Linked DNA regions of Mus musculus: all the other regions are linked to region 1. Evidence: chromatin contacts called from public Hi-C and HiChIP or PLAC-seq data. All regions are on one chromosome and are shown on one strand. Each heading gives the region's core, a stretch centred on a gene start, on an enhancer-like site or on the middle of the called end of the contact. The rest is flanking DNA. Distances are from core to core; before and after follow the strand shown. Region 1 holds the start of Gclc (glutamate-cysteine ligase, catalytic subunit). Region 2 overlaps Cilk1 (ciliogenesis associated kinase 1). Region 3 overlaps 5730403I07Rik (RIKEN cDNA 5730403I07 gene). Region 4 has its middle 21 kb from the start of Gcm1.

Region 1 (7,604 bases), core at 3,387-5,886:
CAAAGGAGGTGTGAATGGTAAGTGGTATCAGTTTGGTTTCTGACCCCCGACAAGAGACTGAGGTGTTATTTTACATACCAAATCAGACCTGGCCTCTAAGTTCTCCTAGCATCCCTCAGCCCCAACCTTGAATTTTCCAGCCCAGAGGCTGGGCTGCCCTCCCCCCAGAAGCTCTTTCTTTTACAATCAAGACATTTTAGACTCCCCTTCTCTCTGAGCGAGAGTTTCCTTCCCCCCCCCCCATCCATCCACGCCCTTCCCCCAAGGCGATTTCTCTTGCCTCGGTCCTTGGGGGCACTTGCCCGCCTGAGAGCAGCTTTCCAATAAACCTGCCTTTAATATAATCTGGTTTGAATTGGCTCATTTTCCCGGCAGCGGGGTAACAACTTATCAGTATCGCATCTGGAATCCCACTGAGGACCGCCGAGGGCTTCACCCAGGCTGTGCTCTGTGCTGTAGCAGAAAGCAAGCTGAAGCCACAGTTCAGATCCCCATAGATATTCCTGACATGGTTCTCAGTGGCCTCATTGAGAAAAGCCTGGGAACTAGTTCCAGTCTTCGGCTTCCCCGTTAAACTAGCAGATTCAGTCCAGAGTTAACACTGAAACCCACTGGAGGCCATTAGGCGCTCTCAGACCCTGGGGAGCTTTCATCATAAGAGTCCCCAAGGCACTACGCCTCCGCTTCCTTCACAGGATCTCAGAGAAGCAGCCAACGAGGAAACGTGACGCCCGAAGAACGACGCACGCATCCGAAACGGCTGCTACGACAACGGCCCTCCCCGCGGGGAACGCGGCAGCCTCTGCTCGGGACCGGACCCCCGTGGGCGGCCAGCCCGCGCAGAGTGCTGAGTCACGGTGAGGCGGCACGGCGAGCCCGGTGGAAAGGCGGGCCGATGGTCACGTGGCCGGCGCTACCACAACAACGGCGGGCGTGCGGCGACGCCCTGGCGCTGCGGGGCCGGTGCCAGCTCCGCGTCCGGGTTTTCCCGCGGCCTGCGGACGGGGCCTGCGCGCGCGCGCGCGCTCGCTAGCGCGACGGGCGCGCGGAGTTTGCTCGCACCGCTGGGTGCCCCAAGACCCTAAGCTGCTTCTCCTGGGAAGAGCAAGCTGGGAGCTCTTTCTCCCCATAGCATCCCCCTCTCGATCCCTCCTCCGTCTGCTGAAAAATGAGCTCCGGGGCTGGAGCTCAACCGGCCGGCCGTCTGTAACAGTGCAATCTTGGGAACATGCGGGTGCAAAGGAAGCTCTGGCAGAAGGGAGCTATTTGCTGAGCGTTGATTCCTGATGGTGTCTCTTTTCTTTTCAAACATAGCTAAGGGCACACTCAGGAAACAGATCTGCCCAGTGGCGCCACAGTGTCTGTGGCCAAGTTACTGTCCTTAGTTCGGAGACCCTCGCACGGGAGGAGAGCGGTGCAGTTCAGTGCAGGGCAACCCAGATCACAGAGTAAATCCAGTGTTCAGTATCGCGCCAGAATTTGACTATGCTAGAACTTATCAGTTCCTTTTTTTTTTTTTTCAAATCTTTTTTCCTCCTGACACTGAGTTGACACTCTCCCTAGAGACTGCTTCATGATCTCTCTGTGAGAAAACAGCAGGTGTGTAGGGAAAGTACTTTCCAACGTGTAAACTAAAGCCTACACCAGCTCTTTCAACTAAGTGGAGTGCAGGAGGCCACAGACATGTCAGATTGTTTTAGTAGCTGCCTTAAAAAACTGAAGAAGAAACTTAGTGGGGGTAATGTAAACAATGGGTTATTTATTTTAACCAAACATATCTGAAATCTATTAAGGTTGTGTGTGTGTGTGTGTGTGTGTGTGTGTGTGTGTGTGTGTGTGTGGTTTTTTGAGACACGGTTTCTCTGAGGCCCTGGCTGACTTGGAACTCTGTAGATCAGGCTATCCTTGAACTCACAGAGATCCTCCTGCCTCTGCCTCTGCCTCCACCTCCGCCTCTGCCTCTGCCTCCCAAGTGCTGCAGTTAAAAGCATGCACCACCATCACCTGGCTAGATTTTTTAATGAGATATTTTCATTTTTGTAGTAAGTCTTCTAATCTGGTATCCCCCGAGTCACTACATTTTCATCAGACTTCATTTGCATGTTGATTTAATAAAATTTACAGTTAAAAAGTCGAGTGCACATTCTCAACTTGTTCCAAATGTATGTAAAAGTGTCCCGGTTACCAAGAGAAAGATGAAATTTTAACGGGTTGGTTGTTGTCTTGCTCTAACCCAGACTAGCCTCAAATTTGTGGTAATTCTGTCGAAGCATCCAGTGTGTGTGTGTGGGGGGGGGGTAGTGGTGAGGAGGGGGGTGTTATAGGTGGGAGACACCACTGGCACTGAAATCAATTTTGAAATACATTTAAAACAAGTTTTTTAAAGATGTATTTATTTATTTTTATGAGTATACTGGAGCTGTTCAGATGGTTGTAAGCCAACATGTGGTTGCTGGGATTTGAACTCAGGACCTTCGGAAAAGCAGTCAGTGCTCTTAACCGCTGAGCCATCTCTCCAGCCCCCCAAAATTAAGCTTACTACAACTAAAAGTTCACTTCTTATGTCATGTCAGTAGGATTCCAAATGCTCAATAATCACTTGAGGCTGGCAGCTGTCCTGCTGAGTCATGCAGGTGTATGAAAATGTGAGGTGAGACTTTGAGAATAACCAAATCTTCTTTGGGGTACTTTACATGCAGGTAAAACAGCTTCTCTCCCCATCTCCCAATACCTGTTCTGCTCACAGAGAACCTAGGCTTATTAAACACTAGTCTATATTGAACAGTTCCCTAGAAGTACAAAATACACACACAGACGTGCGCGGGCGCACACACACACACACACACACACACACACAAACACACAGACATCACCGGTACTCTAAGGAAAGCCAGTATCCAACATATATAGTGATACAAATTCAGGCACAACACAGAGTAGTCAGGACTCAAAGGAGTGTATCAGCTGGAGAATCTGCAGCACCCAGAAAAGAAGAAAGAATGGTGGATCAGAACATAGTTAACAACCTAGCAAGGATGGTGGGGAGGACACAATAAGGTAGTGGGCAGTAAGTAGTGAAGATTGAGTGGTGGTGGTGTTAGAATGGTTTTTTAAAAGAATATTATTCCAGCTATGTGCGAGAGAGAGACAGCATCATGTCTCCTCAGTTTTAGATGCCATCTAACCTGTGCACATACTTAAATGCATTCCACTGTGCAAATCACAGCCACACTTTCAGTATCTGTGGCCCCAAGCTCTTTGATGGCCTCATTCAATGAGGAAATATTCCTATCATGCATTCATCGATTAGTGTTCATTGAATGTTGTGATGAGTGTTCATTAACTATTAAATCTAAAGCAAATGTGGAAGTCCATGCCTCTAATCCCAACACTCAGGAGGCTGAGGCACGATGGCTGCCTGGAGTTCAAGGCCAGGTTGGGCTATCTAGTGAGATCTTGTCTCTAAGTAACTACATGTTGAAAATGTAGTTACAATGTGTGTGTGGGGGGGGGGAGGGTGTAATAAATGTTTTCTGCCCTCTGTACATGAATGGATCATCTAGTTACTGCATATATTTATACAGTTGCAAAACATTAATCGAATAACTATTCGGGCAAGGTACCTTCCCTTCGTTCCCACGGAATCCAGTTCCCAGAGCCTTCCGCACTCAGGGTAAAGCTCTCCTGAGCAATAGAATGACCACCGCTGGATGGACCTTCGGTTCTGAAGGTGGGGAAACTTCTGAAGAAACTTCTCACACTGCACACTTGGAGACAAGACAAGACAAGACCTCTTTTGCACAGTGAGTGATCTCTGTGCCGACCAGAGATCCCATTGGCAAATAGTTAACGTACAGGGTTTACAATGATGATATACATATATCTAATCCCTGCCCATACATGGACGCATGTAAATAACCAGCAATCAACTCTATGCATATCCATGCCATGTGGAGTCGTACAACATTTATTAAAAAGTATTACTCAGCCAGGCAGTGGTGGCACATGCCTTTAATCCCAACACTTGGGAGACAGAGGCAGGCAGATTTCTGAGTTCAAGGCCAGCCTGGACTACAGAGTGAGTTCCAGGACAGCCAGGGCTACACAGAGAAACCCTGTCTCGAAAAACCACACATACACACACACGCACACACACTCACACAGTATTACTCAGCCAGGCGTGGTAGTGCACATAATTGATCCCAGCACATGGGAGGCAGGAGGATCTCTATGAGTTCGAGTCCAGCAAAGCCAGTCCAGGACAGCCAGGGCTACACAGAGAAACCCTGTCTTGAAAAACCAAGAAGAAAAAAGAAAAAAAAAAAAAGGATTACTCTTAACTTTATACCCTTTCTACCAGTACAGAGTTGAACAGATATTCAGATATTTCAGCTCTCTCTCTCTCTCTCTCTCCCTCTCCCCCCCTCCCTTTTTTTTTTTTTTTTTTTTTTTTTTTTTGACCCAGTTTTCTCTTAGGACCCAGACTTTTCAGTCCTTATTCGCAGACAGCCCCGCCCCCCCGCGGACACCCTCGGCCTCAGCCCCGCCCCCGCCCCAGGCCCCACCCACGACCTGCCGCTTCGTTCCCCGCCCCCGCCGCAGCCTATAAAATCTGGAGCGCGGCGCACGGAGCGGCAGGCGCGGAACTGGGCATGCTCTGTGTCGCCGCAGCTTTGGGTCGCAAGTAGGAAGCCCGTGCACGACACCGGCGGCGCCGAGTGGAGCGCTGCCGCGGCGGCCAGGGCCGCAGGGCCGGCGTGGGAGCGCGAGACCGGGCGGCGGCGAGAGACCCCGACCCGGGCTGTCAACCGCGCGGCGGGGTCCGAGCCGGAGCGGGAACGGACGGGACGCCCGCCGCGCGGCCCGAGGGCGCCCCCAGAGCGGAGCTGCGGCCGGGAGGAGGACGCGGCCATGGGGCTGCTGTCCCAAGGCTCGCCACTGAGCTGGGAAGAGACCCAGCGCCACGCCGACCACGTGCGGAGGCACGGCATCCTCCAGTTCCTGCACATCTACCACGCAGTCAAGGACCGGCACAAGGACGTGCTCAAGTGGGGTGACGAGGTGAGCCCGCGCGCCTTTGTTCGGCCAGGCCGCCCGCGGCCCCGCCACCGGCCCGGGCTCGGCGCTGGCCACTCGGGCTCATTCATTCCTGTCGGGAGGCAAGCCGCTCGGACACAGGGAGGGCCTGAGCGGGAGGAGTGTGAATATCTGCCTCCCGGCGTCCGGTCGCACTGTTCGCCTTGGAGATGAGTGTGTACAGGACCGACTTGCCCGGCTGGCTTGCTATCACGTTTCAAATCTCCAGGGTGTTTGCTTCGGCCCTCGGTTTTCTCTAGCTCTTTTTCTTAAACGCCTGACACATCTCACATCTGTCCGCAAACTTTAGAGTTATACATTGCAACAAATACATTGCTAGACCTAAGGACTTGGGGTTGTCTTCCTAAAAGACGGGAGACTTCATTATCCGGTTTAACTGTAAATGCTTACAACTTAGAGGTTAGGTAAGACTGGTTAGAGCCAGCAGCTAAGCGTTACCAGTCAATGCTAAAACTTGTGCATGATCTCTGGGACCCATTTGTTCGAACCATCTGAAAGCGGCAACGCTAAAAACATTTTTTTGTGTGTGCATCCCCTATTTTTAAATAAGCACATTGATAAAAAGATACATAAAGTTAAATAACCTCTTGAGTCTGACCTTTATTGTGTGGGGTTGGCATTTACGGCAGATAGCGTGCCACTCCTGTATGTATTTATCGTTTAGTATTATCCTTGGGCTAAGTTTCAAAGTGTTGCTGTACCGGCATAGACTAGCTTGCGAAAAGTTAGTTTTTCTGTATCTAATGTTGGTAGATGATTCTGCCATCTGCAGCTGAAAGAATTATGCTTGGCCTAAGGAAGTATTAGGACTAATATATATTCCTACAAAAAAAATTGTCTATCACCACATTTTCTTTCAGGAAAGGGACACACTCGTTTGGCAGTTCTCCAGTTTTAGTCCAAAGTTTGTTGTGTATTTACATTTGACAGTTCTTCATTTGTGTTCCGTGTATCATATACAGGGCAGGGATATTATGGGTTTTATCCACTTGTTTTTCCTAGGGCCTAACTAGGAAATATATATAGTTGGCAGCAGCAAATTGTGGCGTCCTTTAAGGTTCTCATGGAACCAGCCACTGTTGAGCAATCAAAAATTTACTTTTCGCTGTCTTGCTAGGACTCCATAAAGACAAAAATAAAAACAAATGAATGTCTTTATAACCATTTGGAGTTGAACTTCATCCGCAGATGTTCAGTGCAGTCGAAGCACAGTGGTTCACCATGCCCCTTGCCTTTTCTCTACTAACCAGGAACCTCCCGGATCCAGATCCTTCTTTCTGTTTTAGAAAAAAAAAAAAAAAACGCTCCCCCTGTTGGCAGGAAGAGCATGTACAACTAACTGCCTGTTTGGAGAGACTTCCCATGGCAGACGAGTAAAGTGAGTGGTGTGAGAGGAACAGCAGAGCAGGACCTCAGGTGTACCACACATTTCCATCGTGACGGGATCTGGTGAATAGAGTCGGTACCAAGTTTACCTTCCTCCCCACAATCCTTATCAAGGAGACTGAAGAAGCCAGGCAATCTTGTGCACTTGTATTCTGTCTGTATAGGGGGAGAATGTTGGGCCCAGCATTTCAACCAATTAACACTGTTTTTAAAGACAGGGTTTCTCTGTGTAGTCCTGACTGTTCTGAAACTCACTGTGTAGACCAGGCTGGCCACAGACTCACGCAGAGATCCGCCTGCTTCTGCCTCCTGAGTGCTGGGCTTAAAGGTGTACACCATCATTGCCTGACAGTTAAGACTTCCTGAACAGAGCATGCTAGGCAGGTCTGTAGAGAAGTTGGACTCCACAGGTAATCCTCCGACAGTAAGTTGCCTGGCTAGCACTGTTCCTACATTAGATGACATCAGCAATATCCCTTGAAAACTTAGCGCCTGCTGATATTGCATTTCCAAATTTCTTTTTGCAAATATTCTTGTCATAAGTTACATAGAAATCTATGAACTGTCGGCCATCACTGGAAAGAGAGGCCCATTGGACTTGCAAACTTTATATGCCCCAGTACAGGGGAAAGCCAGGGCCAAAAAGGGGGAGTGGGTGGGTAGGGGAGTGGGGGTGGGTGGGTATGGGGGACCTTTGGTATAGCATTGGAAATGTAAATGAGCTAAATACCTAATAAAAAATGGAAAAAAATGTAAACATATGAGAAGAAAAAAAAAAATCTATGAACTGATTCCCCCCCCCCCCCAACCTTCCAGTGTTGGACGTTTCCTTTGAAATAGCCTGACACTGGAAGGATTAGAACTGTGAGAAGTTCCTAGATGGTAAGGAGAAGCCCCCACCGTTCTGGTGCTCCTGAACGACACTTCAGTGAAGCCTTGGTCTCTCCCCTCCAGGGGCTTCATGACTTTTGGAGTACACACACCTAGCCTCTCTTGTGGTACTTTTATATTTCTTCTGGCAGTCTCATGCCCAGAAGATGATGTCAGCCTTATGTACAAGAGCAGAAGTTATCACAAGTCCCTGTGCACAGTGGGAACTTACTGTCACACAGAGATGTCTG
Region 2 (7,604 bases), core at 1,765-4,264, 370 kb after region 1:
AAGGTTCGTGGGAGCATTTGATGCACCTTTGGTAGAGGAAAGGTTGTTTACATTTTTTAAAAGATTTATTTATTATAATATCTAAGTATGCTGTAGCTGTCTTCAGACACACCAGAAGAGGGTGTCAGATCTCATTACGGATGGTTGTGAGCCACCATGTGGTTGCTGGGATTTGAACTCAGGACCTTTGGAAGAGCAGTCCGTGCTCTTAACCACTGAGCCATCTCTCCAGCCCTGTTTACATTTTCACATTTAAAAGTATGCTACTCTGAAGATGATAAAGTCTTGATGCTTGTTAGTGGGGTCTCTGACCTCTTCTGCAAAGGTGTGGTGTTGGATGATCTTCAAGTTTACACACAGAAAGAAGAATTTCCAGTTTCCGTGTGTTGATCCCAAAGATGGGAAGAGAAAGACCACCCACCCAAGTCATCATGGCCAAATTAATTTAATTAAAGCAAGCTTTCCTTGTACATGAACTGCCTATCCCTGAGGTGGGATTCAAGAGGTTGGCATTGAACATGACAAGATAAGGGTTTTTATAGCTCAGGGGAGGGAATTTCCCAAATGAGGGATTCAGCAAGCCAACAGGTGGGGTTACAGAAGCAGCACATAGCAAGGCAGTCATAACAACCTCCTAAAACCAAGGCAAGGTGGCAAGGTGGGCATGGTAACTTCTGAAAAAAGGACACGGTAGCTGGTTCTTGGAACAGACAGTACAGAACGATTTGTAGTTATGGTTACAGGTGGGGCATAGCCCAATGTTTGAGAAAAAGATTTAATCATAAACAGGAATGAACCTAGTTTGTTTGTCTTTATTATGAGATGGCTTTCAAGCCCAAGATGGAGGCAGGCCGGTCCATCACTTGCTGTTACAGTTGGAATTGAGATCCAACTGAACATAGCACTTAAATCTATACTAGTTAGCATTCAGGTATATATTTCCATACTTTAAATATTCTCCTAGATGTTCAGCTTGGCATCCTCAGTTTTTAAGATGAAATGGCCATGTAGTGCTTCATATTTCATTCAATTCTTTCCCCTATGGTGGAAGACATTTGTGGCCACTTAAGGCTGGTGATAACTGGGGGTATGTGAGAAACACACCTTTTACATTTTTATTATTATTATTATTTTGAGACAGTCTCATTCTCTAATCTGTGTTGGTCCTGGTATTTTTCATGTTGCCTAGGCTAGCCTCAAGTTCATAGTGATGCTCCTGCCTCTACCTCTTAAGTACTGTGATTACCATACCCAACTGAAACACACATTTTTTGAATGAATATTTTCATAAGTAGTTTTATATAACATAGGTATAGCATATTCAGGATATAACCATATCCTTCATGGGCACAGTACACACATGACACACAGATATATATGCAGGCAAAACACTCATGCATATAAAATATTTTTAATATGATGAAGAAATATATGATTCCCTGGGATCTGCATAGTAGAAGGAGAGACCAACTCCCTACAGTTATCCTCTGACCTCTACACATAACATACTCCATGGAATGCCTCTATCCATGCACACAAAATAACTCTCTTCTGGTCTTCACCAAGCATGCATATGCATATACCTGCAGTTGAAACAGTCATATGCATAAAGTAATTAAATCTAAAACTTAAAAGAAAACATAGTAAACATGCAGTTTTCCAGAACTAAGATGAAGATTTACAGTTACGTACTTGACAGTACTCTCTCTAACCAAAATATCAAAATCCAAGGTGGATCAAAAATGGGACACGCACAATTGGACTTTTATGACTTTCATACCTGATTCTGTAATAGATTGTAGTTGAAATGCAGACATAATAAAAACACTCGATGGAATTACCCTCTAACTGCGCCTGTAAGCTGTAGTCTATGTTTATAGTGTATACAAATACCATCTATACACAAATATGCCAAAGCAGCATGCTTCTTCCTAGACTCGTAGTTCATAAAAGTGATAGTTAATGCTTTTGTCCTCTCAGACTTTCTTTATAAGTAAGTTTATCAGAGAATGATTTCAGATGAAACCGAAGGAAAACAAGATCTTTTGAGATATACGTGTTTCTCAAAATTACTGCGAACATTTTAGAGGGACCCATCTTTTTGTGCCAAGTCCTAATATGGTTGACCAGTTTTGCCAGAAGGAGGCTGGGAAGAATGGTCACGGGAGGAGCTCACTGATTCAGGGACATCACCTACAATCAGAATGACACCTCACAGATCTGTAAAGTGCTCAGCGACACGTCTTTGTGATAGCTATTCTGTGTCCCTCTGACTGCCAGATTCTTAACGCTAAGACCGCAGTCACGAGTGTATTAAAACCTCTGCCCTCAGAGTGTGGGGATGGATAACTATACTTTTATAAGTGTGGCCTTGTAAGACAAGTTGTATGGAGAGTGTTTCCATTTACTCAGGGATTTCCTGTTTGGAGCTAGGAAACTGTAGTTTTTCTGAATGAAGCTGTAAGTCCGTGCCATTTGTTTATGTGACCCCCCTGACAGGTGCAAAGGTGAGCAGTTGTAACGGAGCTGTGCAGCCCCTGGAGCCTCAAGTGTTTATTGTCTCTTCTGCAGAAAAGGTTTACTGAGCCCTGTTCTGTTTTTATTCTTCTACTAAGCCGCTGTTTTATCCTTAGTGCATTTTAGTGAAGCATGGTAAACTGAGTTATGGTCATTCCTAAATTAAACATGTTGTAATTCCAACCTGACAAGGTTTAGAATTATCATGGAACCGTAACACCAGATGTGTCTGTGTTTCCTGAAAAACTTATCAGGGAAGACCCAACCTGGATGTGGGCGGTTCCATCCCAAGGCTGGGGTCTGGGACCCAGTAAAAATGAGAAAAGACTCCGATTCCTGCCACTCACCTCTCCCTGCCTCCCACTGCAGATGCCATGTGACCAGCCACCTCCTTCCGTCCTCGTTGTGACTTTCCCGAGTCTAAAGGAACACTTCCTTCCTTAAGGATTGCTTTTGTTGCTTTAGTGGGGCGTTGTCTCAGCAATGAGAACAGTCAATAATGCCAAGGTGGAGATCAGGAAACAGTTCCTGGGCGTAGAAGATTTCCTCCTCTCTGTGCCCTCAGTGCAGTGGCTGAAGGCATATTCAATGCGCTCCTTTTTGGTGCTACAGCCAAGCCAGATTCTCTGTAGAGAAGGGTCTTCTGGGCTCCTAGCTGCTGTTCCTAATTCAGGAAAACCAAGTTGTCCAAGAGACCAAATGCTTGTAAGATTTGTTCGCTAAAGTGTATACAGGGGAAGAATTCCTAGAGAGAGAGATATGAGAGACATTTGCTATTTTTAGGCAGCTTATAAAGAAATCGCAGTGTTAAGTTACTCTCTTAAGTTTGTTACACATTTGAACTCGGATTCAGAAAGTCATTAGAAGCCTAATTTTCAGAAGTGCTGTGAGAAGGTGTGTGTGTGTGTGTGTGTGTGTGTGTGTGTAAATGTGACATTGATTCCTTGACCATCAAGGTTCCAAAATAAAGAATGGACTGCAGTTCCGCTGTCCCCGGCCTGTTTTCTGGGCTGTGAATGAACAGGGTGCCTGACGGGAGTGCCTGCTCATGAGCAGATGTCCTGTGAAACTGGGGAGAGGGAACTGGGGCAGGGCACAGGAAGGTCTTCACCAGCGTCACCTCGCTAGGAAAACAGTAACATTTCAAACATTTGCCAGAACTCTTTGAAAGAAAGCCTCTTTCTGTTTAGATAGAGCATTGCCCAAACACTAAAGGCTCCTGGAACAGCATGGAGGGGCCTCCCTGTGACTGGAGGCTCTGCGGTGTCCACTCTTCTGCTGCTTCAGAACTTCAGACTGCTTCCAGAGAGCTCAAATGAGATCCTGATCTTTGTTTTGTCCTTGAAGAAAGAGACACGCTGAGAGTTTTTCTGTACCCAAGGAGGTACAGAAAATAAATAGCGAGGTCTAAACTTCACATTTGGGCCAGCCTTTGAGAACCTGCTGTGTGCAGAAAGGCACACAGAACAGAGAGGTGTGGGCTGCATCCCTGTAGAGAACTGTCCACTGGGTCACTCACCATCCAGCAGGGCTGCACAGGTGAGAATGGGCTGTGAGGATACCGTGAGCAGGGATCCTTCGCTGTGTCTGTCCACGGCACCGGACAGACGTCTGAGACGGGTGTGTGAGTTGACCTAGGAAAGAGGAGGCAGTTCTTAACTTGGAGCCTTCCCCCACGGACATGCAATATCCACCTGTATTATGCATCACAAATGTGGATACACAAATGTGGATAACCTCACAACTGTAGAAAAAGATATTAGTTGGCCTTTTGACCAAATTGTAAGGAACTCAGTGATCTGAAGCTGCTCTCTGCTGTTAGACTGAAGTCCCAGTGAATCATGGGTAAATGTGATAGAGAGGAGCAAGAGACTTGAATTGGAACCTGGACTCCATACGGTTAGATACTAAGTAGTTTTGTGGCTACTTCTGGTTGTTTTGAAACACAGTCTCATGTATTTCAGGCTAGTGTCAAACTTGTGGCCAAGGATGACCTTGAGTGTCAGCTCCTCCTGCCTCATGTTAGTAGTGACAGGATTACAGGCAAGGACCACGGTACTCAGTTGACACAGTACTGGGGACTGAGCCAAGCTTGGAAAGCACTCTACCCATGGAGCTACATTCTTAGCCCCAATACAGGGATCTTAAAAGCCCAAGAGAAACTACACATAGAGATACTCTGGGGCAAAGAGGGGAAGCCTCTGTTTTGGCCAACTAGTTCTCCAGACATCTCTGAGTGACACCAGAGTAAATTTTGGGTATTTCTTATGGTGACCTTATGTTGTATTTATAGCGTGCGCTCTTTCAAAATGGAAACACAGAGTGGAAGCAGGCACAAAGTGAACTTCAGGCAAGTACACAGTGACCTCTTGTACACGTCTGTGACTATAGCCTGCTCAGTCTTTATGACTGTATGGCTTAGAGATAAAGCGGCTCATGGCTGAGTTCTTGGTTCCCAGCTGGCAGATATAACCATTGAGTGCTGGCTGGATCCTGCAGGCTCTGACCTAACCAGTGGATTCCTGATTGATAGCAGCATTGGATGATGACAGGGACCTCTGGAGGGTTGGTCCTAGTTGGAGGAAGTAGACCACCGAGGGTGTGTCCTCTAGGACATATCTTGTCCCAGGCCCCTTGTGTCTCTTTCTACTTCCTGACAGCTGTGAGTGTAGCTTTGCTCTCAACGGGCGTGCTCACCCTCTGGCTAAAGGATACACGACAGAGGATAAGGGCAAATACATCCCAACGTAAATCATAAACTTAAAACCTTAGGAGATATTTTTATGTTTTGTTTTTCTGTAACATGATTGTGCGTTTGTTGCGTGTGAGCTTCGTACGCACTATGGTTTCACAGTGTCAGAGGTTGGACAAGCCTGACAACACATCTTTTTTGGGTCACAGTGTTCTGCCTTCCCACAGTCCAAAAACAGCCAAGCCAGCCAACCGTGGGTTGAAACATCTGAAACTATGAACTAAAATATATCATTTCTCCTCTTCAGGTGTTTGTGCCAAACATTGTTCCCCAGTACCTATGCTGCTAATGAAAGACAGTTTGTCACCTGCCTGTCAGTATAACCTTCAGCCGCTGTATCTGGGTTGCTTTTAGCTCTCCTTGATGGGATAGTGAGTCTAGTGTTAGGTCATTCAGCGAGAAACCAAAGGCCGATGTGTTCAGGGAATGTCCGGCAGTCCTGCTAATGGTAGACAGGGCTGAGCCTACGTCTTTCAGTTTATCCTAACAGATGAGAGTCTTGCCTTTGTAGTTGATGCCTCCCAGTTACAGAGGGCCCTGTGTGCTCTCACTAGTGCAGCTTTACACAACCATGCTCAAGACAGAAACTCAGGCTGCTTCCCTGTCACCCGTCTTACTCCCCCTTACAGCCCTCCTCTGCCCTCACCCACTCACTTCCCTTTCGGTACCGTGTGCTGGTGCTGTAGCCCCATCTCTAAATAGTTCTTAGTAGGAAGCACTTTGTCTTTGCCGGGCTCTAATGTATGCCTAGGCTAGAGCAGGTGGCTTCAAGGCCCGAATGTGCTGGTCTGAATCCAATCAGAATCTGTTAGCTAATGTTGCTAACTGTGGAGTGGGCTCGATGGCACCGGCAGAAGCATCCTTTCTTCTTCTTGGCACTGTCCATCACCCTGCTGTGTCCCAGAGCAACGGAGCATCCCTTCTCTGCTTTCAACTGAGGACAAGAATCCATCATGTTTGGACCACAAAAGTAATAACTGAGTAGTACTGATCCCAAACATATCCAACCTCTTCTTGCTTGAGTATGCTTAGAGTTGATTTTTGGTTGACCTCCTGCCTGGTGCTAACCTGACTAACCCCACTTTATTTTTTCAGTGTGGAAAACAATTGTGGAGAAGAAAATGGCTCCCTGAGCTGAGTGGTCCTAATCTCAGGAGCTGTCCGTCCAGAGGGAGCCTGATCTTTTCTCTAATATCACTTTGCAGACTTGGAAAATCCTGTGGCTCCCCAACCTCCTTCACCTCCAGCATCCTGTGCTCTCATGGAGGGCCTCACTGTGTTCTTTAACGTCTCTCAGTGTTTGTCATCTAGACAGACAGCTCAGCTTGGTTTGCGCCTAGTATTGCCATGTTGCACAGTCCAGCAGACTCCATTCCTGTTGTGTTTTCTGTGAATGAAATGCCATGAAATCTTGAAGTACATCCACTTGCTCTGAATATTATGTTTCTAAATAAGGCTCCACTAATGTACTGCCTTGAGGAGGAAAGTCGAACTTGTAGAGCTATCTGTAATTTCCTAGTAAGCATGTACTGTGGGCTCAATGGTTGTTTTGTTTTAGGGTTGGTTTTGCGGGTTTTGGTTAGTTGGTTAGTTAGTTGGTTGGTTGGTTGGTTGGTTGATTTGCAATTCTGTAAAAATCAAACCCAGGCCTTGTGCAAGTAGGCACACGCTGTAGCCCTGAGCTACATCATTAGATGAGCGGCGTTCTCTATAGTTTTAATCCAGTACCCCCGGTAGTAAGCTTGTAAAAAAGAATAAATAAATAAAAAATAAAATAAAATAAAAAATCCTTTTCCAAAAAAAAAAAAATCTTTTTCCATTGCCCAAATAACATAATGGCATGTCCCACATCCCAACCTGTGTCTGCTCCTGTCTCTGATGAAATCGGGTCAACTGCCTTTGTCTGGGCCTCCATCATAAGCCCCTCGGCCAGGGCAGTGGCCCCTGCGAGTTTCTCTGCCTTTGCTTTTTCTGCTCTAACAACTATTCGGTCTCCAGGGGATTCTCCCTCTTCTGTTTCTCTGCAAGACTCTGGAGGTTTCCCTCGGCACGCTACAGATTAAAACTCCCGTATGATATATAAATGGGCCCCACTCTGAGGTGCTGCACCCCAGTCCTCCCTGGAGAGCTTTTGAAATGATCCAAGCTTACCCCACTCGGCCTGCCCCTCGGAGCAGCCATGGATCAGGACGCTAGAGGATTCCTAGGCAATTCTCAAGTTCAGCCAGTAAGGCCCTAGGCTTTCTTCTCTTCTAAACACAGCACAGTATTATTCCTACCAAGCTTCTGTGTGTGTGTAGTGTTCTCTGCATGTAATCCCCATCCCCCTCCTGTG
Region 3 (7,604 bases), core at 3,101-5,600, 370 kb before region 1:
ACTCTGGAGCACGGACAGAATGGAATCTGCAGCATAGTCGGCTCACAGCAACATGGTTTAGTGGGCACTTGTGACCAGCCTGGTGGCCTGAGTTCTAACCCCGGGACCCACAGCCAGCAAGGAGAGAACCAACTCCTATGGCTTCCAAACCCTCTAAGTGGCACAGATGTGCCAACATACATACACAAAACACACACACACAATGAATAAACAAAATAAAACCAAGCAGTTCGGTCTGGGTGTGCTTAAGACTGACAGAATATATTCACTCTGGGTAGAAGTCAGTGAAGCCCCACGTGGCGCCTAGCTCTTCCACTTATAAAAGTCCTCTAGCCTCTCAGAGTTTCTTTTATCACATAAAAATGTGAAAAGTGCTTTCCTTGGGGGAAAAAATGTGAAGATCAAGTGAAATAATGTCTACAAAAACATAGTAAGTTCTTTTCAGATATTCTAAAAAGTATGGAATCAGAGGAAAACAATCAAAGCGCATTCTCCTTGGGAATATCGGGGGATGAGGAGCCCTGAAGGGCAGAACCCTCAGCTGGCACCACCCTGCCCCCTGCTGGACATCCGTGAAAGTACACTCAAGAGCCAAGGGAGGAGAAAGGATCCAAGTCTCCAAGAAACTAGGACTATTAGACATACCAGGTAAGTTTCCTCAGCGGCTCTCAGTGCTAATTTACAGACTATCCTATTCATTTCACATTTGAGCAGGTTGTTTGCGGGTTGGCTTCAAATTGCCATGAAAGAAAACTGTGGAAAAAATAAAGTAAGACCTTCAGCTCAAAGAAAGAAAGGAAGGAAGGAAGGAAGGAAGGAAGGAAGGAAGGAAGGAAGGAAGAAAGAAAGAAAGAAAGAAAGAAAGAAAGAAAGAAAGAAAGAAAGAAAGAAAGAAAGAAAGAAAGAAAGAAAGAAAGAAAGAAAGAAAGAAAGAAAGAAAGAAAGAAAGAAAGGAAAAGAAAAAAAAGGAAAAAGAAAAAAAGGGGGAAAAAAGTGGGCTTCCATACAGGAGCTGCCAGAAAGTGATCAAATAAAATTGCTTCTACATATAGCTGCCAAAGCTTTCAGTGTGTCCCCAGACAACCCTTCACTGTATGGGTGTGTGTGTGTGTGTGTGTCTGTGTCTGTGTCTGTGTGTCTGTGTGTGTGTGTCTGTCTGTCTGTCTGTGTGTCTGTCTGTCTGTGTGTGTGTATAACCTTGTTAAGTAACTCTGAAAGCTCATCCCAGTATGATGTTGGCTTTGCTTTCATTTCCACAGCACCATAAGGTGGCTCAGTTCTGACTATGTCCCTCTATACCTCGAGATTCGCATGAAGAAAGGATTTTATGCTAGACTCGTAGAAGGCACAAGGTCCTGTGTGCACAGATAAGCACCAGGGAACCAGGAATGCTAAACATTCAGGGTTGTCACCTCCATGGAAGAAATAAAATTCCTGCTTTCTACCCAGAGAGCTGAGAGGGGATGCTCTTAATGACCTGGTGACCTTTGCTATCTGTGGAGCCAGACCCCCTGTAAATCTGCCAGAATGCCTATCCCAGACTCCCCCTCCCTAGACCTTTATCTTTACCTCCCACTTAATAGAGCCCATCCTTGGGGAGAAGCCACTCGTGTTTTATAGCCTGCTAATCTGCATGCTGTCTTGGTCAGAGACCAGGCCAGATCCTAGGCCTTTAAACTATAGAATCCACCATCACAGTCACATACACTTTACAAAAGAGTTTCTGTGAAGTCACAACTTAAGCTTTACAGTGCACCTGGAATTGGAGTGATTGTTGCCTGGAAACTTTCCCCCCGCCCCCAAATCATACTGTTTATATAGGCTTAAAGTAAATTGCCTGGCATTGATCCAGCCAGGCAGACGGGGTCCAGCTGAACCCAGTTTTTGTTCTCACCCCTTTGCTGCTGTATCCCTGTCACCAGCCACAGTGTCTACAGGGACTCCCACATAAATGCATTCTGTTTTGTTTCATGTTTGTTTGTTTGCTTGCTTCATCCTGTTTAAAAACTATGATTTCGTATATTTCTGTGTGAATGTTATGGTAACAGATAACACATTTAAATTATTTAATATATAAACAGTTCATAAAGGTTTTCCTTAATATAGGCATCTTATCTCTTCCACACCTCCAAAATATTTGCAGGGCATAGAAATACAATAAGGAATATGCTGCAATGTAAAAAAAAATTAAATAAAACAAAGGTTTAAGATGGCATGTGTTGCCTGGCAGGTAGGTTGACTCTGAGGGCAGTGGGCCCCAAGTTTACAAATGCCACTAATAGTAGGATTGATGCATTTTTATCCTAAGTAAAGCCAGTAAAATAGTGATAATTCATTGCTATGAATCAATCACAGGACAGTAGAACTCACCGACTCTGGTCCAGTGACATGGTAAACATCACACGGCTCACATGTCACCAACACAGAGCTATGAAAAGGCAGATGTCCCATACCAGGCTTTACAGATCTCAGCAGAAATCCTGCTGTGCACTGTAGTCACTTACGACTAACCTACAAATGAATTTCGCTTCAGCGCAAGGGAAATCACTGGGCTGGACCCTAATGTGGTGGTTTGGAAAAATTAAACAATCTGATCTTCCCAGTGGCTCGGTTGTAGCAAGAGAAGGAAGTAGCTTTATTGTTATCAAGGTAATACAGACTTTACCAAAAACACACATGAGACCCCAGCCCTTGGGAGGCTGTAGCAAGAGGATCTTGAGTTGCAGGCCAGCCTGGGCTAACTTATAGCAAGACCCTGTGTCAAAAGTAAAACAAAACAAAATAGAAGTATATCTCTTTCCATTTACTTACTCTGACCTGTGTAAAGGGTTACAGACAGAAATGGTGCGAAAGTATTGCTGAAATACAGCAGCAGTCCAACCAAGAGCTATCCACGTCTGACGTGGGGCTAACTCACTGTGATTGCAGGCTTCACTGACTGGAGGGAGGCAGCCTTTGAAGTTGAGTCATGGGCACAGTCAGATGAGCTTGTCTTTGAGGGATCGCTTTCCTGCAAGAGAAGGACAAATTCATCAGGACCACACTTGTTTCATCACTCTCAGGGTTGAGCTGGTAAATAAAATAAAATAAAATAAAATAAAACCATCTGTATGATCTTAATTCCACTGCCTGTCACAAAATTCCAACCCTTAAAACTCTGGAGGTGTTGGCTTCCTCCTGACTCCGTGAAGAAGCACAGAAGGGTGGAATCCAGGGGGATTGGCTTGCTCTGTGATGCCCTACCTCCCATGCCTGTAAACGTTGTTCCTCCTCTAGCTCCTGCAAAGAGCCAGAGGGAACGGGAATCGTTCTCCACCGAGACTGGTGGGAGCAGCCCATCACTGTCTTGGCTAACACGGTGATTCATGGAGGGGACTTGGACAGGGGATCATTACCCTTCGTCATCTTCTTTACCTGACCTGTTGTTCTTTATCCTGGTTTGGGTTGAGACAAGGAGCACTTCGACAGCCTTGCTGAGATACCTGCTTTCCTGACTTCCTAAGGTCTGCCCTGAGCTTTCATAGACATTCAAAGCGTCTCTCGTATAAAATTAACAAATCAAGCAATCTACCCAAGAAAAGTGGGCGCTGAGGAAAGACAAGAGCCAAAGCAGCAGAGCCGCCTCTTGGGTTTAAGGGTACCTCGTGACACGTGGTCACAGGTTTTGGACTTTGAAATGTAGCTAGCTGCAAGCAGTCTTTGAAAGAACCCCCAGGAAGAGTGCCTTTTAGAGAGTCTGCGGGCCTAACTTCACTTCTGTGAGTATACCATAGGAACAAAACTAAGCAAGAATAACGATGCTTCATGTTCTCAAGGAAGCTATAGACTCCAAAAGAGCTATGGGTGCCAAGCAGGTATTGGATTTACTAAAACTTCCCCACCACCACCACCTGGATCTGTTGCCTGCAGTAAGAACCCAGCATTTCTCCTCTCTCTCTCTCTCTCTCTCTCTCTCTCTCTCTCTCTCTCTCTCTCTCTCTCTCCCTCTCTCCCTCCCTCCCTCCCTCCCTCCCTCCCTCCCTCCCTCCCTCCCTCTCTCTCTCTCTCTCTCTCTCTCTCTCACACACACCATACATAGAAAACAGAGCCTGGGATCAAAGTATCTCATTCCAACCATATCTTGCCCAGTAGCGATCAAACAGTAACCTGTGCTTGTCTTGTCTTTGCCCTTGCCTGTTACAAAGTATCTGCTGTATAAAGACTGCAGTGCTTAGGTATTTAGAGGATGCTCTTTACGAAGGAGGCTGTGACTGGACGTAAACCAGAGCCACAGAGCGAGGCTAGTATCTTCCCACCTCTCCTCCGTTCGTTCTGGTGGAAGCTAAGGGGAGGGCATTTCTCTCGCAGCTCTACAGCTGCTTGTCTCCCAGGAGAGGCGCAAACTCAACTGAAGAGAAGCGGCTATGAGCACGAAGCCTGTGCCCGTGGCTCCGGAGGGATGCTGGGTTTCCTTGAGTCACATGCACAGCAAGGAGGGAAGCATGGCCCCGGCTTCGAGCTCGTTTATGACCCAAGATGGCAGACCTGGGCCAAAAGAACCAGCAAGCCTCTAAGGACCGGAACCTCAGAGGTCTTCGTAGAGCAAGGGGAGGAGCCAGATTCCTGATGGAGCGCTGGGGTATGAGGGAGGCCTTGGAAGGCTTCCAGAGTCACTCAGTCTGCCTGTTTCTGGCCGCCACATGCGAAACTTCTATAACCAGTTAGGGCTCTGAAAATCAGCAGGAGCCCTTGAAGAGTATACACCCAGCACTAGTTAGGGAAGGCGCAGGCTTCTTGCTGCCTTTCTCTATCAAAACAGAATACCTAAGAGTCTTGGGCTGGAAAAGATGGGACACAAGTGCAAGACGGGGCCCAATGCCCACTACAGAGCTAAACGCCAGCCCCGTGATGAGAAAGAGGAGAACTTTGTTTATTTTTTATGTTTTTATTTTTTTCTTTAAGAATTTCATGCAATGTATTTTTTATCATATCGTTCCCCCTTTAAAAAGTTAAACAAAACATGGGGTTTGATTTGTGTTGACCAATTACTCCTGACCATGGAACCTGCCCTAGCATGTGACTGATATACCCAATGTCACTCCATTGGAAAAAGAAACCTGATTTTTTTCCCCTTTCCAGTAGCTTCTAGACTAAGGGTGGAACTTGGTGCCGTCTTCAGAAGAAAACTTTAAATTGTACTTTCCACTATAATTTAAGTTGTGCTGAGATGACATCCTCTTAGTTCTCTCCAGCTGCCTGAAATGTTAGTGTACCAACCCAGAGACTACCTCAAAGGTAGCAAGACTGAAGCCCAACCGGTTATAGAAGGTCACAGCCATTACAGAAATTATTAGTTCCTAGCCAAGTTTCCTTATTCATACTATACTGTACATGGCTAACCAAGTGATTTAACATATTGTACGAATATAATTACCATGAGTTGTCCTTCTCTAGATGATAATTATGAAGTCTTTACCTAAGAACCCGCCCTCTGAAGTCCAAGAACCAGTCTAAACTCTGTGTGTGTGTGTGTGTGTGTGTGTGTGTGTGTGTGTGTGTGTGTGTGTGTAAGAGGGAGGGGGAGGGAGGGAGGGAGGGAGGGAGGGAGGGAAGAAGGGAGGGAAGGGAGGGAGAGAGAGAGAGAAAGAGAGAGAGAGAGAGAGAGAGAGAGAGAGGACAGCAGTTATATTTTGAAATTTTAAGCATCACTAAACCAACAATTTGCCTTTTTCTCAATCCTGGAACACAGTGCCATCTGTTGGGACCTTGAGATAATACATGCCTAACATTAAAGCATTCTTTGTAAGTAAAATAGGCTTGTTATTCAAGTAATATGATAACATTCTAGGTGGGCTTCACAAAACTTGACCTCTATCAAGACAAACTATCTGTGCCTTCCGGGTGTCTCTGCCCTCTTCCCCCCCACCCTTTTCTTTGTATTGCAGGCAGGTTCCTCTGTAAATCCCTAATCTTCCTTCTGTGCTTAGGCTAACTTCCGTCTTCCTGACCAACCTTTCCTTCCAGCTTGTATTCTTTCTCTAAGACCTATCCCCTGTCCCAATTCTTTGATCCCTGGTAGGGCCACCTACTTGCCAGCAGCCCGGTTCACAGGCACCGCCCCTAAAGCACTGGCCCCAGCATGCAGTGCTCTCCCTGTGTGACTTCCCCGCGTCTATCTAAATCCTAACTAATAGCTCTCCAACAGAAAGATAACATGAGCCATACATGCATGTCCCATGTGGACCTTTAAATTCTCTGGTAGCCATTCCAAAAGTAAAAATAACCAAGTAAACTATCTTTCTATGTGTAATCCAGTCAGTGTGTCTAAAATACCATCATCCCAACGCAGTTAAATCAAAGTATTAACAACTCAATCCTTGGACTTTTACATTGCTTTCAAAATCCAAGATGTGTGCTATCTGTCTAGCATACCACAATTGGTGCCCCATTCCCAGTGCACAGTAACTACATGTGGCCAGAGGCTCCTGTACTGCACAGAGCCGCTCTGGAGGTAGGTCTGGCATCTCTTCACACTAATGAAGGTTAAATACATGCTTTAAAATCTCTTCAAAATTGCCAGTGCTGTTAGATTTTCTCTGGGAAGACCTGTCATCTGTGGGTTATGGATGCACCCTCTGTAAATAAGCAAAAACCAGTTTCTCTCAGAAGAGAAAGTGTGAAGACTCTGTAGGCTGTGGTAGCCGGAAGCTTAGCCGCTGGCTTTGGGTGCTCAACCTGTCCCTTAGTTGCTCTCTTCCATGGGCTCCTGTGGGCTTTCTAACATCCCTAGGCAGAGTTAGGTCAGGTGTTGTTTGCCCTTTTTACAGAACCTGACAACAATAAAAACTTAAGTCACAGGCAGACTCTAAATTAGATAGATGCTCTGGCTCTCGGAATAAGTTCCTCCTGGCCATACTGCTCTGCCTCTGGATATTGAGAAACATTTCCCAGATGACACAGTTTTTAGTACACTACTGTCTGGTATTTGTGGTTAACTTTTTGTTTGGCTTTGATCTACTTTCAGTAGCTGGTGTATGGACGGACACAAAGGAAGAAAAAAACCTCTTCAGAACTCAGAGCATTGAATGACATCAGCAGCAAATGTGTGGCGCTGGCTATACACAAACACATCTAGGCATGATGGTAAGGACCAACACGCATGCAGCCTGGGCACCACATGAGCAGTGCCAGGTAAAGGTACAGCCTCGGCCCTTCCATCCGTGAACAAGAGAATATCACTGAAGCTGCTGAGACATCTCAAATAGAAAGATGTAGCTGAAGGACATGGGCTCCCACCCAAGCGGACCTTCACAGCTAGGCAAATGGCATCTGAGCCTGTTTTCTCTCCATCCCCTCACCATTTCTTACCTAACGGGATAGTAGGCTTCATGTATGACTTGCGCAGAATGTCTAATTTGTTTTCTTTAAAACTGTGTATGTGTGCTCATCCAAGAACCTTCGGGAGTCAGATCGTATTCAAGTTAGTATTGCTCTTCACTTTTAAAGTACTCAGAACATTCTAGAAAAGGCGATTAAACGCTCTGATACTGTACAGCTTGAGACTCATGCCTACTTTTTAAAAAGAGAGTGGCTTTTAAGACAGACAGTTTTACCTCATTTACACA
Region 4 (7,604 bases), core at 3,709-6,208, 320 kb after region 1:
ATGGAGAAGGCTGGGTGGGGCCAAAATGGTTATCATCTCTGCCCCTTCTGCTTATGCCCCCTTGTTTGTGATGGGTGTAAGCCACGAGAAGTATGACAACTCACTCAAGATTGTCAGCAATACCTCCTGCACCACCAACTGCTTAGCACCCATAGCCAAGTCACCCATGACAACTTTGGCATCGTAGAAGGGCTCATGACCACAGTTCATGCCATCACTGCCACTCAGAAGACTGTGGATGGCCCCTCTGCAAAGTTGTGATGTGATGGCCGTGGGGCTGCCCAGAACATCATCCCTGCATCCACTGGTGCTGCCAAGGCTGTGGGCAAGATCATCCCAGAGCTTCACGGGAAGCTCACTGGCATGACCTTCCCTGTTCTTACCCCCAATATGTCAGTGTGGGTCTGACATGGTGTCTTGAGAAAGCTGCCAAGTATGATGACATAAGAAGGTGGTGAAGCAGGCATCTAAGGGCCCATTAAAGGGCATCACACAGAGAGATACACAGAGACACACATAGATGCATACAGAAATATATACATAGACACACAGAGAGACACACATAGATGCATTCAGACACACACACAAAGACACACAGAGACACACACACACAGATACAAAGAGAAACACATAGATCCATGCAGAGATATATACACGAGATATATAGACAGACACACAGAAAGACACACAAAGATACATACAGACACACAGAGAGACATAACACACACACACACAAACAGACATATACAGAGACATACACACACATATAGACAAACACACAGACACACACACACAGACCTGGGTCTCAGTTTCATCTTTTACCCTGAATAGGATAACGCTTCTGTGCTGATTAATTTTATATCAACAAGCTAGAGTTGTAGAGTTGTCTGGGAAGAGGATCCTCAGTTGAGAAAGTGTGAGCATCAGATGGGCTGTAGGCAAGCCTGTAGAACATGCTCATAATTACTGATTGATCCCAGCCCATTGTGGACAGTGCTACCCTGGGCTGGGGATTCTGGGTTCTATGTGAAAGCAGGCTGAGCAAGCCATAACGAGAGCAAACCAGTAAACAACACTCCTCCATGGCTTCTGCATCAACTCCTGCTCAGTTTGAATTCTTGCCTTGACTTCCCTCAATTGACTGTGATTCAAGAAACATAAGCCAAATAAGCCCTTTCCTCCCCATGATTTTGGTCATGGTGCTTTCCCTGCATCCTGACCATTTGCAATGGTGATAGCAGGATGATTTGGGTTTCCAAAGCCAGGTGCCACTTCTTCAAGGCATCTTGTCTTGTTTAGAGGTGATCCTGGCTTCTCCCTACTTGTCTTAATCAGGGTTTCTATTCGTGCACAAACATCATGACCAAGAAGCAAGTTGGGGAGGAAAGGGTTTATTCAGCTTACACTTCCACATTGCTGTTCATCACCAAAGGAAGTCAGGACTGGAACTCAAGCAGGTCAGAAAGCAGAAGCTGATACAGAGGCCATGAAGGGATGTTACTGGCTTGCTTCCCCTGGCTTGCTCAGCTTGCTTTCTTACAGAACCCAGGACTACCAGCCCAGGGATGACACCACCTGCAATGAACCCCCCCCCCCCCAAGTTGCCTCCCCTATCACTAATTGAGAAAATGCCTTACAGCCGGATCTCATGGAGGCATTTCCTTAAGGGATGCTCCTTTCTCTGTGATAACCCCAGCTTGTGTCAAGTTGACACACACAACCAACCAATACACTATTGGTCAGTAGGGCTAGTGTCCCAGCAGGGTGAAGGGTGTGCCCAGACATAACTCACAGGCTCAGAGCAGAGGCTGGGGCTGCAGAGAGATAAAGGGTTTTGTTCTGATCATAGTGAGCCAAGGATTCCGTTTCAGCCTGCTGAATTTCCCGGCCCACATTTACTCCTTAAAAGGCAAAACCTAAAAGAAAGAAAAGTTACGACACACGTGTGGAGCCTAACTGCCGCTAGCTTGGGAATTGGTGTTAGTAATAGTGGGGAGACAGGAGGGGCCTCTGTGGATAATATATTTATAATTCAGTAGGAGGGAAATGAAATATGAGCTAGCATGTACAGCTTCTCTGTGGGGTTTCCAACAGGTGCTTCCTGCCAGGGAATGGTAGAGAGTAAGCAGAGGTGAGCTGCATGCTTCTAGACGATACCGTGCTGTCCAGTAGCGCAGAGATGCTACAAAAGAGAGAGCAGAGAGGGGGTGTGTCTGTGCCGACAGAGCAAAGGTGAGGAATGGGCAGATGCCCAGAGGAAACTGTACCTCCTGCCTAAGCAGAGGACCCAGAGGATAAGCTAGAGGTAAAAATGCACCAATAAGTCAGTGTAAAACCAGCCAGAACCGAGAATGCAATCTCACAGTTCTGATTGAAACTATATATCAAAGATGGAAGCGTGGCCGGCCAGTTAGACCCCTGATGATCTTTGCTTTTCTTTTAACATGAAGTCAACTTACAAATATCTTGGAAATGTCATACAACAGCCTGCATCCCATCCCTCCCTTTCCTTTTTATTAAACTTTTTACCAATTATTTGAGAGTTTTAAATTTTACACAATTGTTTCAATTATATCCAGCCACCCGACGCTTCTCAGTTCCACCCCCACTGGCCTACATGCCCGATACTGTCCTCTTTTTCTCTCACACCCTTCAAGGCCAATTTGTGCTGCCCCAATATTCTTGGATGTGTAGTCTTCCACTGTAGCACAGTCAGCTTATAAGAGGCTGCTTGCTCTCTTAGAGAAAACTGCTAGTTTTCCCAGTACCCAACAAATGTCATCTGGTCCATGGCGAGGGGCAGGACTGTGACCACATCCCCTCTCCACGATGGCATTTGTGGTGGCAGGAGCCTGCACAGGGTTTCTGCACATTGCCGTAAGCACTGTGAGTTCATATACAACTGCCTGCTGTGCCCACAAGATATTTCTGTCTAGTCATCTGCGGTTTCTGGCTCTTAGGTCTTTCCTTCTTCCACAATGATCATGGGGTGGGAGATATATGTTCTCTTTAGGGCTTAGAACTCTGTAGTCCTTTGTTCTCTGAACCTTGGCCAGTTGTGGGTTCCCAGGTTAGTCACCATCTACTGCAAATAGAAGTTTCTCAGGTGACAGTTGACTGATACACTGATCAATGAGTATAAAGATAAGTCATTTTGAGACAATTTAATAGTATATTCATTGATCAGGGAGCAGCAAAAATTATAGTAAGTTTTCCCCTAGGGCTTATGGCTTGCTTATCCATAGGTTCTTGCCTCAATATTAGTGCCAGGTATGGGTTTCATATGATGGAGTGGTTGGTTACTCTCATTATGTTCCTGCCACTATTGTGTATCTTTGTTATTGTAGCTAGCTTGCAGAGTCCTCAGCTGGGTGTAATTGATTTTCATTTTTCTTCTTTAGTAATAACCATCCGTTAGTTAAGGAACTCTTAGAATGGAGGCATGGGGTTTGAGAAGTGCCGATGTAGCTCATGGACTGTGGCTGTGGTAAGAGTATACTTAGTAATAGTGCCTCAAAGACATCCCTGTCATAATTTCCGCAATGCTGACGTGATCTTCTTTGGATCCAGACCCACTAAATAGACCTGCCTCAGTTTTATGAGTGTCCTGGTTAGCTTTGACTGTCAACTTCGCATTACCTGGGAGGGAATCTCACTTGAGGATGGTCTGAGTGTGTGTCTGTGAAGGTTGGTCTTGATTGTCAATTGATGTAGGAGGTCTCAGCCCACTGTGAGCAGTACCATTCCCCAGACAGGTCATCCTGCCTGGGTTGCGTAAGAAACCTAGTTAAGCATGTGAGGGAGCCACAGGGACCCTTCCTCCATGGTTTCTGATGTACTGCCTTGGCTGTGAGTTCCCCAGTCAGAGGTAATGTACCCTAGGATAGCAATCAGTCTTGCTATTGGGTTCGGCCTTTGATTTCTGGCCCTGACTTCTCCCAGAGATGGACTGTGACCTGAAAGTGACAGATGAGACAGATGCTCTCCTCCTTTTAGTTGCCCTCAGTCAGCGTTTTATCCCAGCGACAGAATGTAGCCAGAACCGTGAGGAGCTTGCGTATTGCTCTCTCTTGTGCTGTACTTACTTGCAGTCAGCAGTTCATCTTGAGTTCCTTTCCCCCATCTCCTTTTGCATTTAATGATGGGATTAGTTGATTTTAAACAGTGTCTCACTAGAGAGCCCAGGCTGGCCTCAAACTTGTGAACCTCCTATCTCAGCCTCCTAAACTGAGGATTACAGATAAATGTCCCCATGACGGACTCTGAAGACAGCCTTTCAAACTGATGCGAGGTGGTATCTCACTGCACTTCTGCGATGCATATTCATAGTGAGAAAATTCATATATTTTAGGCCATTTCTATTTCTTCTTTTGTTACAGGGTTGGTTTGCTTGTTTTTAAATGCGCATTGGTGTTTTACACACGAGTATGTCTGTGTGAGGGTGTCAGATGCTCTGGAAGTGGACTTACAGAGAGTTGTGAGCTGCCTTGTGGGCCTTGGGAATTGAACTGAGCCCTCTGGGAGAGCAGACAGCTCTTAACCACTGAGCCATCTCTCCAGCCCCTTGATTTCCTCTTTTTTTTTTTTTTTGGTTTGGTTTTTTTTTTTTTTTTGTTATTGTTGTTGTTTTTCAAGACAGGGTTTCTCTGTGCAGTCCTGGAACTCACTTTGTAGACCAGGCTGGCCTCAAACTCAGAAATCCACCTGCCTCTGCTTCCCAAGTGCTAGGATTAAAGGCGTAGGCCACCACCACCCAGCTGATTTCCTCTTTTAAACATTATAGATCACTTGCTTATTTTTAACATTTTTTTTGAGTGCTGTGCATTTTCTGTATATTAACTCCCTGTCAAACGAATAGCCTGCAACCATTTCCTCCTGGTGTGAAGATCACACCATCACTCCTGTTTTCTGGGCCATTCAGAGCTTTTTGGTTTCATTTAATACTGTCATTTTTACGCTTCTGTTTCCTGGGCTTTTGCGGGTTTCACCCAGGAAGTCACTGAACGTAGGACTATCTTGAAGAATCTCCCCCAGCACTTCCTTCTAGAAATTTCAGAGTTTGAATCCTTACTTTTAGGCTTAAATTTTGCAAGGATGAGAGGCAAGGGTTAGGTTTTTGTCTTCTGCGGGTGTGTGTCCAATTTTCTCAGCTCTGTTTGCAGAAGGGGCTGAGTGCAGGCAGTGGTCGGCTTTGTGATGAATCAGCTGTGGAGGCTTGTTTCCAGGATCAACAGGCTGTTCAACCGCGCGCGCGCGCACACACACACACACACACACACACACACCACAAAGATATGTATGTAACAATAATAGTCAAAGAGAAAGAGGCTACCAAATGGAGAGTAAAGGCGCAGTGGAGGGAGGTGTTGAAGAGAGGAAAGGGAAATGGAAAGTGATTTAATTATTTTTCATTTTAGAAACATAATTTAAGGACTGGAGAGATGGCTCAGCGGTTAAGAGCACTGACTGCTCTTCCGAAGGTCCTGAGTTCAAATCCCAGAAACCACATGGTGGCTCACAACCATCCGTAATGAGATCTGACACCCTCTTCTGGTGTGTCTAAAGACAGCTACAGTGTACTTACATATAATAAATAAATAAATAAATCTTTAAAAAAAAACCTATAATTTAAAAGGTATACCTAATTAGGTCTTAACAAAGGCCTGTGGATAAATCTTTTTTAATGTTTTATTGATTATTTGTGAATTTCACATCATGAACCCCAATCCTACTCATTTTCCTGTCCCATCATCACGTCTGCCTTCTGCCCTTGTAACCTCCCCCACAAAAGAAAAAAAAATCTTGTGGAAGCTGTAGTGTGTCACAGTATGTCACACGGTATTCCCTTTTGTCCACACATCTTTACTTGCAAATGTTCATTGCAATGAGTCATTGGTCTGTTTCGAGGCCCCTGGCTTCTAGTATGCTATATCAATACTGGATTCCCACCTGGACTCTTCTGATATTCTGCTGTTGTTTCCAATTCTGTCTCTCTTCACAGCACATAAACTACTCAGCTCTTTTTCCTCGTCTTCTGTTTCTCCACCTCCTATTCGCTCTTCCTTCTGTTCCACCACTCCACCATCTACTTAATCTCTTCCTACTGTGCCTGGCACAATTTCACTTCTGACTCTAATTAATCAAACAATTAAGATCTACTGTGATAAGCTTCTGAATGGGAAAGAATAGGTTAGTACAAGCAGGTTTTCATTAGGCTTCATTAGGGAGGAAAGTCTGGGCCCTTCTTATTTATTTATTTATTTATTTATTTATTTATTTATTATTCTGAAGTAAAGTCTGTCATAGAGATCTGGGCAATTTTCTACACTTACTGAAGATGTCACTTCCTTTAAGAACCAACAAGACTGACTTTTAATTCCTTGGAGATTATTGTTGTTGTTGCTATCATTATATTATTATTATTATTAATCATTATCACCCTCCCAGAATCCCTGCTCTCCTGTGTCCGCCACCACAGGCGTGGTCAGTTACAGATCATGCCTCTGGTTTTTCATGGTAATGCCAGCTTTGCAAAATACATTTGGAGGTGTTCCTTCTTTTTCTATTTTATGGATAGGTGTGAGGAGGGTCAGGGTTAATTCTTCTTCGAGGATTATAGTGAATCCACCTAGACTTGGATTTATTTTGCTTCAATTTTGATGTTTGTTTAATTTTTTTTTTATCTCATCCTGGTTTAACTTTAGTAGATTATATGCACCGAGAAAGTCACCAATCTCCTGGCTTAGTGGACGATAAGTTTTAAGGTATATCCTCCTCATGATTATATGAACTTCATTTTTATTGTTGTAATTCCTATCTTTTAAAGTCTAAATTTATTTATTTGGATCTTCTCTCTTTTGATCAGTTTGGCTGAGATTTGTTTGTTTGTTTTTTTTAAACATTTTTCTATTTATTTCATGCATGTGAGTATACTGTAGCCATCTTTGGACACGCCAGAAGAGTGCCTTGGATCCCATTACAGATGGTTGTGAGCTACCATGTGGTTGCTGGGGATTGAACTCAGGACCTCTGGAAGAGCAATCAGTGCTCTTAACCGCTGAGTCATCTCTCCAGCCCTGGTTTGGCTGAGTTTTATCAGTCTTGTTTATCGCTCCATGAACCAATTTTATTTCATTGGCTTTGTGGTTGTCTTATTGTTTCTATTTCTTCATTTCTTCCCTGTCTTAGTTATTCTTGCACCTGATGCTTTTGAGTTTGACCTGCTCATGTTTTTCCAAGGCCCCAAGGTCAGGCATCTTTTGATGTAAAACGATGGATGTTGGGTCAACAAAGACTTTCCACTGAGATTTTTCCTTGACTTACTGCCATCATCGTCTCCAGCATCATTTCAATGTGATTTTCCCCAATATTTATTTATTTTACAATTTATTTACTTGTTTATGCAGAGTCATATGTGTGCATGTTGATGCCGTCAAGTACTTGGGGAGCTCCGATGATAACTTGCAGGGGTCAGTCTTCTCCTTCCACCATGTAGGTTCTGGGAACCAAAGTCAGCCGTCAGGCTTCCTGGCAAGGGTCTTCGCCTGCTGAGTCATGTCACAGTCCTACGTCAGGGTCTCCATCTCTTCCCTAAATTCCATCTT

What was found. A called contact is a pair of places that touch in the nucleus more often than the background predicts. HiChIP or PLAC-seq counts read pairs in DNA pulled down with a chosen protein or histone mark.
Region 2: a contact with region 1 is called in an H3K27ac HiChIP or PLAC-seq map of embryonic stem cells, with 2.0 times the contacts expected there. The contact joins the enhancer-like site here to the promoter of Gclc in region 1. A contact is called at or near these places in 2 of 39 promoter capture datasets (embryonic stem cells and macrophages), 4 of 484 Hi-C or Micro-C datasets (erythroblasts, muscle stem cells and natural killer cells), 7 of 115 datasets of contacts at active chromatin or transcription factors (craniofacial prominence, embryonic forebrain, embryonic midbrain and 4 more) and 4 of 9 other capture datasets (adipose tissue, liver, macrophages and 1 more).
Region 3: a contact with region 1 is called in a Hi-C map of olfactory sensory neurons, with 4 times the contacts expected there. The contact joins the enhancer-like site here to the promoter of Gclc in region 1. A contact is called at or near these places in 1 of 39 promoter capture datasets (pre-B cells), 2 of 484 Hi-C or Micro-C datasets (cardiomyocytes and olfactory sensory neurons) and 2 of 115 datasets of contacts at active chromatin or transcription factors (the 230-238 cell line and embryonic stem cells).
Region 4: a contact with region 1 is called in an H3K4me3 HiChIP or PLAC-seq map of bone marrow-derived macrophages, with 3 times the contacts expected there. The contact joins the enhancer-like site here to the promoter of Gclc in region 1. A contact is called at or near these places in 2 of 39 promoter capture datasets (hippocampal neurons and neutrophils), 6 of 115 datasets of contacts at active chromatin or transcription factors (bone marrow-derived dendritic cells, bone marrow-derived macrophages, effector CD8 T cells and 2 more) and 2 of 9 other capture datasets (adipose tissue and liver).

What each region holds. Positions count from the first base shown.
Region 1 is chr9:77,749,899-77,757,502 of GRCm38.p6, forward strand. It overlaps Gclc (glutamate-cysteine ligase, catalytic subunit), which reads left to right and starts at 4,637. Exons shown (of 16, transcript NM_010295.2): 1 at 4,637-5,061. The coding sequence starts at 4,912.
Region 2 is chr9:78,118,592-78,126,195 of GRCm38.p6, forward strand. The region is part of intron 1 of Cilk1 (ciliogenesis associated kinase 1); the gene reads left to right. Among named protein-coding and RNA genes, the nearest start is that of Cilk1, 9.2 kb to the left of the region's middle. Within about 2 kb of position 3,015, at least 33 of the 459 cell types and tissues checked have an H3K27ac peak or open chromatin away from gene starts, as enhancers often do. A contact at or near this core is called in embryonic stem cells and pancreatic cancer cells, where this site is marked.
Region 3 is chr9:77,381,206-77,388,809 of GRCm38.p6, forward strand. It overlaps 5730403I07Rik (RIKEN cDNA 5730403I07 gene), which reads right to left. Exons shown (of 4, transcript NR_040378.1): 3 at 2,918-3,010. Among named protein-coding and RNA genes, the nearest start is that of 5730403I07Rik, 14 kb to the right of the region's middle. Within about 2 kb of position 4,351, at least 10 of the 459 cell types and tissues checked have an H3K27ac peak or open chromatin away from gene starts, as enhancers often do. A contact at or near this core is called in olfactory sensory neurons, where this site is marked.
Region 4 is chr9:78,068,948-78,076,551 of GRCm38.p6, forward strand. It overlaps the pseudogene Gm8058. Among named protein-coding and RNA genes, the nearest start is that of Gcm1, 21 kb to the left of the region's middle. Within about 2 kb of position 4,959, at least 27 of the 459 cell types and tissues checked have an H3K27ac peak or open chromatin away from gene starts, as enhancers often do. A contact at or near this core is called in bone marrow-derived macrophages, effector CD8 T cells and memory CD8 T cells, where this site is marked.